Linked DNA regions of Hordeum vulgare: region 1 is linked to region 2. The links are chromatin contacts, called in public Hi-C maps. All regions are on one chromosome and are shown on one strand. The core of a region is the stretch at or near the end of the contact, and the rest is flanking DNA. Distances in the headings are between cores, read along the strand shown.

The links. A called contact is a pair of places that touch in the nucleus more often than the background predicts.
Region 1: a Hi-C map of leaf shows a contact between it and region 2, with 5 times the contacts expected there. The contact joins two enhancer-like sites. A contact is called at or near these places in 2 of 6 Hi-C or Micro-C datasets (leaf and seedling).

The regions. Positions count from the first base shown.
Region 1 is chr5H:499,306,711-499,310,669 of MorexV3_pseudomolecules_assembly, reverse strand. No RefSeq gene overlaps it. Among protein-coding and RNA genes, the nearest start is that of LOC123400062, 12 kb to the left of the region's middle. Within about 2 kb of position 1,894, at least 2 of the 3 cell types and tissues checked have open chromatin away from gene starts, as enhancers often do. A contact at or near this core is called in leaf, where this site is marked.
Region 2 is chr5H:499,053,618-499,057,316 of MorexV3_pseudomolecules_assembly, reverse strand. No RefSeq gene overlaps it. Among protein-coding and RNA genes, the nearest start is that of LOC123397183, 15 kb to the left of the region's middle. Within about 2 kb of position 1,271, at least 2 of the 3 cell types and tissues checked have open chromatin away from gene starts, as enhancers often do. A contact at or near this core is called in leaf, where this site is marked.

The DNA of each region.
Region 1 (3,959 bases), core at 645-3,144, 250 kb before region 2:
TTGTAAAAAAATCCGACCGGATCCTAAAATCACGCTTGCTTCGGTTGTTTTGGTGGCGTTAGTTCATTACAGCCGAAAGTTTTTACAGGCCAAGCAACAGGTGTATTCTTATCCGCCGGTTTTATATTTGTGAATGGTATAATACCTTCGTAAACCGTCGCCGGTTTTATATTTATGAACGGTATAATACCTCCGTAAACCGTTACACCTGTAAAAACAAAACGACCTTCCAAACGGAGCCTAAGTCACGCGTAGGCTGTGCTTGCCACTATGACAAGCAAGCTCAATTGAAGAAATGGGCGACAACGACGCAACACTTGAAAAAAAGAGTAAAATGACTACATTTTTTGAAATACAAACAGTTTTTCAAATGTCCCAAACATTGTATGAAAAACAGGAACATTTTTCGAAATGATGATTTTCTTTTCTGAAACATGATTTTTTTTGAATTTGCAAACACATTTGAAAACATGGACTTTTTCAACTTTGTAAACAAATTTGGAAACCTAGAACAATTCTTGAAATTCCAGAACATTTGTTGCATTGGCGACAAATGTTCACATCTCATTCTGCACATAATTTGAAAGTGGAAACATTTTTTTAAATCCTTGAACACTTTCACAACATGATTGTTTTTTAAATTTGTGAACAAAATTTAAATGTGGGAGCATTTTTCCAAATTTTTATTTTTTCAAAAATAAGTATTTTTAATTTTTTTGAACAAGTTTGAAATTGGGAACATTTTCTGTTTTTTTTAAACGCAAACATTTTATACTTTGGAACATTTTTCATAAGACACGAACAAATATTTGAAATTCTAAACTTTTTGGAATTTCTGCACAAAATTTCTATACTTATGAACATTTTTTCTCGTTATTAATTTTTTTAAAAATATGAACAATTTTTGGAAACACGCACACCTTTTTTGAAACTCCCCTGAATAAAATTAAAACCATGAACATATTTTGAAATTTGTGAATTTTTTGCAAACTAGAACATTTTTTGCAAACGTGAACATTTTTTGAACCTCCAGAGTTTAAATGAAAGGAAGAATAGAAAAAACGAAATAGAAAGAAAAGGAAAAACAGAAAAAGGGAAAGATGAGAGAAAAAAAGAACAAAGAAATATTTTGAACTCCCGAACATATTGTTTAAACATAAAAAGGGAAACATTTGTGAACATATTTTAAAAAGTGTAACATTTTTAAACGCCCAATTTTTTTCAAAAACAAAGACAATTTTTTAAAAACTGTGAACATTTTTAAAAAATTCGAAAGAAAATTCGAAAACACGAACAGTGTTTGAAAACATAAACTTTTTTGGAAAAAACAAGCATATTTTGAAACTCCCGAATGATAATTCAGAAATGCGAACATTTTTTGAAATTCTCAAACATATTCTTAAACACGAACATTTTTCGAATTTATGAACTAAATATGAAATCATGAAAAATGGAACATTTCATAAAATTCGGAACAAAAACACCAAATCATGAACATTTTTTCAAATATTGAACATTTTTTAAAATCGCAAATAAATTAGGAAACAATTTTTTTGAAACATAAACATTTTGAAGTTCTATTTGTTTGAAATTTTGAACATTTTTATATTGCTAAAAAATTAGAAAATAGGACATTTTTCAAAATTCGAAACAAATTTTGGAACATGAAACATTTTAGAAATTTCTGAATCAAAATTGAAAAAAAATGAAAAAATAAAATAAGAAGGAAAGGAGAAGCAGAAAAATAGAAAAGAAAAGCAAAAACCAATTGAAAAACAGAATAAACAGAAAAAAGACAGCACAGAAAAAAAACTCAGCCGCATTATGCAATGCTGAAAGTGGGCTGGTCCATGCGCGTCGCTTGCATCCGTCCCTCTGTGCGAAGCCTGGGCAATTCGCTGCTTCAGCAACGAATAGGATTTTCGTCGAAAGATGCCGCCACCTAATATGAAGTGGGCCAACTAAACGGGGGATACTGTTATAGAAAGCGTTGTAATTATTTTTTAACACAATATTGATGCAACCATTTATATATACACGCATAAATTCATTTTTAAAAGTACACACATATTCTATCTCTATGAGTATATCCAAGAGATTGAATCGATATATCATGTTGAGATTTACGAAGTCATCATAGATATCTCGTCGTGGACAGAGACATCTCTCCCACTCAAAGTTTATCGCTGAAAATTCTAAATAAAATAAAATAATGCAAGTATCAGGATTTGAATTCTGATAAACTAAAAATATCACTATCCTTATAATTATCCAACAATAGATTGATTTGCAAAAACACTTTAATCGGAAGCCGTGACATTTCCATCGAACCAAAGGCATAGACCAAGGTTAATCCAGGCAAATAAAAGTGCCTACTGCGCGTCCGGCTGATAACTCGTCATGCTCCCTCAATGCACACATCCCACGGAAAAACATGGAACGCATGTACTCCCTTCGTTTCTAAATATAAGTCTTTAAAGAGGTTTCACTAATGGACTACATACCGATATATATAGACATATTTTAAAATATAAATTCATTCATTTTGTTTCGTATGTAGACTCTTAATAAAATATTTTAAAAGATTTATATTTAAGAACGGAGGGAGTAGCACGCATTGCAGCACCCCAACGCCGCGACGCTCGGAGCACCGCTCTCCTCCACTCGCAGTATCGGCCACGGGAGTTGCAATACGGTCGTTGTGCAAAAGCACCTTGCCGCAGCACCGTTGCAGACCCTTGGTTATCCCATTCATCCCATATGTTAGATTTTTTCACCATCTCCAACTCTCCGAATATCAACATTCTTGCAAACTAACCCGTAGTTGAATGGTTAGAGGGACAGTGATACTTTTAGCCCACCAGGTTTCAAGTCCTGATGCTTGCATTATTTCAGGATATGTTTTTTTGGATTAACATTTTTTCTCTCATTCACTTGTTTTCCTTCGTCCTCAAGCTCCCTTCCCTCGCATGATTCTGCTTGCGGCAAGCTAGTGTTGGATCGCCGCGTTTGCAACGACCACCTACAACTCGTAATAGGGACTTGTGCTCGACAGCCCCGCTCGCAACCATGGACGCATACCTCACCCTTATTTGTCTTCTTGCAACCTCTTCATCATTGTTCGCGTCCCTCGCCATGGTCGCCTCGTCTTGCATCTACCGGCCATGGATGTGTCGCTCCTTTGGTAGCGCAGTACCTAGCACCGCCCGTCACAATTTGCAGTGTGTGACCCTATGATTGCAACATCGAGTTGTATCACCCTGTCATCCTCATTGACAACGCTCACAACGCTCGTTGGCGCCCGTCCGTTGCCCTCTCGCCGTCATCTCCCTCGCTGACTATAACCATGAAAGCAGAATAAAAAGGTGGATGTAGCTTAGGTTGGTGCCGGTTGCAGTTTACCGCGGTAGAGCTCCATGCCATCCTGGAGCCCACCCAGGACGAGGCCGAGGTCAAGGCCAACCGGGAGCTCCTCCGACAGAAGCAGGTGAAGGCTGATGCGCTTTTCGCCGAACTTGAGGCGGACATGAAGGAGGAGGAGGAGGAGGCTAGAGCGGAGCAGGCGAAGGCGTCAGAGGGGGCAAGGTGCAGCTGTTGTGCATGTATCCGCCGAGAGGACGGATATAGTCGACATCTCCGACGAGGAGTAGCTATGTAGTTGTAATGCCCCAAGTGTAGGACTTCCCCTTCTTGTAACCTTCCATGTGGGGCCATCTTGTCAGAGATTGTGATGATATCATTTTGTGCCATGATTTCATGTGTGTTCCTGAGTACTTACTTCCCTTGCATGCATGCATAACATATCATTCCTTGCCATACCTTATGTTTGCATGCCATGATCATGTTGCATTGGTTCTTACTAGGAGTAGTGATGTGGTGTTGTGAGTGCATGTGTTCTTGCTAGGGTTAAGTGGTGGTATTGCACTATCTTGTGATGCATGTGATAATGGTGTGTGTAA
Region 2 (3,699 bases), core at 22-2,521:
CGGAAAGGGACGGTTGTGCCTCCCATGTACGCAAATCCGTTCCTCTTGTGAAAAAAACATGTTTTTTTCGTTTTTGAAAGACACGGCTGTGCCTCTCAGGATAGCAAAATTACACCTCTCTTGAAAGAAAAAATTATGTTTATATATGCAAAAAAATTGAAATTTGTTTTTGTCCAAAAGTTAAGAAAGACTAGTGAAAACCTGAAAAGCCGAAAAAACTGAAAAATAGCCGAAACATAAATCTGAAGGAAGCATCCACAACATGACACATGAAGATGGCTTTAAACGCATCAAATGACGGCGCCTGTGATTGTTGGGAGGCTATCAAAGAAGCTTTTCTCGATTAGTTGCTCTCGACAGATCCTATTTGACACCCGCAGGCGTCAAAAGACGTGGCTTCCGTAAAGCCTGGCCACTCGACGTCCCAGTTTGGACCGGCCCGTGCCCTACCTTTTCTTCCTTTTCCTGTTTCTTCCATTACTTTTTTCTTTTTCTGTTTCTACTTTTTATTTTCTTTGCTTTTACTTTTTTATTTTTTTGCGTATTATACACAATTCATTGCATGTATATATACAAAAATGGCCATCGTATTTTAAGGATGTGTTTGCCCTATTTAATAAAATGCTCAAGATAGTTTCAAAAACGTTCATTGTGTGTTCTAAAATTGTTCAACATATATTTACGAAAAAGTTCAATGTGTACTCCCTCCGTTCCGAAATATAAGACCTTTTAGAGATTTGACTATAGACTACATACGGAGTAAAATGAGTGAATCTACACTCTAAAATATGACTACATACATCCGTATGTAGTATGTAGTGAAATCTCTAAAATGTCTTATATTTAGGAAGGAGGGAGTATTAAATATTTTTCAGCATATATCATTAAATTTTTCGTTGTGTATTTAAATATTTGTTCAGTGTATACTACAAAATGTTCTGTGTGCATTTAAAAACTGTTAAACATATGTCAAAATATGTTCAATGCAAATGGGCCGGCCCGCTTGCGATTCTCTTAAGCCGGAGGTCGTCATTTTGACGCTAACCGGCATCGAGCAGGGACTCTCGTCGATCACCGCCCGGCGAACGAATCAGTAGATGGGAGCTCCTCCTTGGCAATCGGTCACTAGATCGTCCATGAAAATGGACGCACATAACTGGGGAACATTCCCAAGGAAACGGGGTCCTGGCAAACCGATCGTTCCACGGGAACCTTCCGTTCGAGCGAACGAAAAATGTTTGCTAGGCGGAAGCCCACCCAGCGAACGGGGTGCTCCTATACGGCGCTACAGGCGCCCATTCCCGCTCCTGGCGCTCCGGGCCAGCCCAATAACAGTTGAATTTAATAAAAAAGAAGTAAATAAATAAATACTTATAAAACAAATCGGTATATTAAAAAAGTTCATCAATTTTAAAATACTTCATAAAAGTTTTATAAAGTCAACCGAATTCAAAAAAGTTCACTGATTTTAAAGAAACTTTCATCGAATTTAAAAATTGTTCATAATTTTTTTAAATTCATCGAATTTTATAAACATTCACCGATTTTGAAAAAAAGTTCATCAAACTATATAAAAATTCAATATTTTTGAAAAATTTCACAGATTATGAATTTTATTTACTGATTTTGAAAAAAGTTCATCGAATTTGATAAAAGTTCATCATTTTTGGAAAAGTTTATAAAATTTGAAAACAAATCACAGATTTTGAAAAAATGTTCATCGTTTTTTTAGAAAAAATCATTGAATTTTATAACACAAGTTCATCAAACTTGTAAAAATTCATCCATTTTGAAAATAGTTCAGCATAATTTATAAAACAATAATTCATAATAATTAAAAAAAAGTTAACTAAATTTTACAAAAAAAATCATGTAATTGAAAAAGGAAGAAGAATAAAATTAAATATGAAAAGAGGAAAAAGAAGAAGTGGAAAGTGAAAAAAGAAAAAGAAAGAAAAAAGAAGAAGACGTAAGAGGAAAGGAGAAAGAGGGAAAGAAGCATTACTGGAGGAGCTCATGCGGGACGGTGGATTGGTTAGTCCATCACACTCTTGAGAGTCAAATGCATGTATCGTCCTCAAACTTGGTGGCGATGTCCACAATGGTCCTCAAAGTCACAAACTGCTTCAATACGGTCCTAGAACTTGAGAATACCGCTTCAATACGGTCCTTAAACTTGAGAGTAAAATGCATGTATGGTCCTTCAATTTGGTGGCTATGTCCACAATGATCCTTAAACTCAGAAACTGCTTCAGTACGGTCCCAGAACTTGAGAATACTGTTTTAATACGGTCCTTAAACTTGATAAACCCGTCTTATGATATGTTTCACATACTCCCTCCGGTTCCAAATATTTGTCTTGAATTTGTCTAGATACGGATGTTCTAACACTAAACATGTCTAGATACATCCATATCTAGACAAACTCAAGATAAATAATATGAACAGAAGGAAGTACATTTCTTGTACTCCACAACTTTTTTCTTCAGAAAAACGTCTCATAATTTATTTAATTACAAAAAGCCTAATGCCAGAAATATGGGTTGCACATGTCGGTACGGGAAAAGGAAAAACAATAGCTATATGGAGGATCGAACCTAAAGAACTGGAGACTATCGGTCAATTAGTGCACACAAGCAAACCACCAGGTCCTCAGTTGCTTCACGTAAATTGTTGAGCTAGAGGTTATCTTTCTATGTACCTCTTCAAGCATTTTTTTATGTAATTTTGTGTATGGCGTAACTATAGGCCCGCACAAGTTTGTTTTATTCTTTTCAATATATCTATTTTCTGAATTTCAAAATAAATTTTCCATAAAACTTAAACAAAGTGTTAGTCCATTTAAAAAGATCAACATATTTTTAGAAATATTTCATGTGTACTAAAAACTATAATAGTGTTTTTGAAAAGTATTTCATGTGTATTAAAAATTGCAAACGTGTTTTTGAAAAATGTTCGTCATGCATTCAAATAATGGTCAACATGTACTAACAATATATTGCTTAAAATAATTCTTACATTTCCAAAACCACACTTAACATGCTTTTATTACGTTTCTAGAATTTATTATTATGACACAATAATTTTAAATACACACTGAACACTTTTCAAAATACAACATTGCCATTTTTTTTAATAATTGAGTATTTTAAGTATAGAATGAAATACACAATAATTGTCCGTGCTTGTGGCCATTTTTTAAATGCATAACAAACATTTTTTAAAGACGTTTGTAATTTTTTGTTACACGTGTAACATTTTCCAAGAAGATATTTACAGTTATTAATACACATGAAATTTTCCCACTTAGGTTTTCCTTCCATTTCTGTTTCCAAATGGAAAAATAATAATATAAAAACATGAACTTGAAAAAACTAAAACAAACTTCTGTGGTGCAATAGGAGTGACATATATAATAAATATAGATATAGAAAAACGATTGACGAGTAACGCAAGAACCCTATAATTTAGGTCAAGTAGAGCATTACATGGTGGTCAGCTTGTGTGTACTAAGTAAACCGCACTAGAAGACCTGGAGGTCTTATGTTTGACCCTCTGTATTGGGAATTTTTTTTGTTCCCCATACTGGTAGGTGAAAACCACATTACACATTTAACTTTAGGTGTTTTTTTGCAATTAAATATAATCAGAGGCAGTTTAAAAAAATCGTGCAATACACGAAACATATGTGAGACGTAT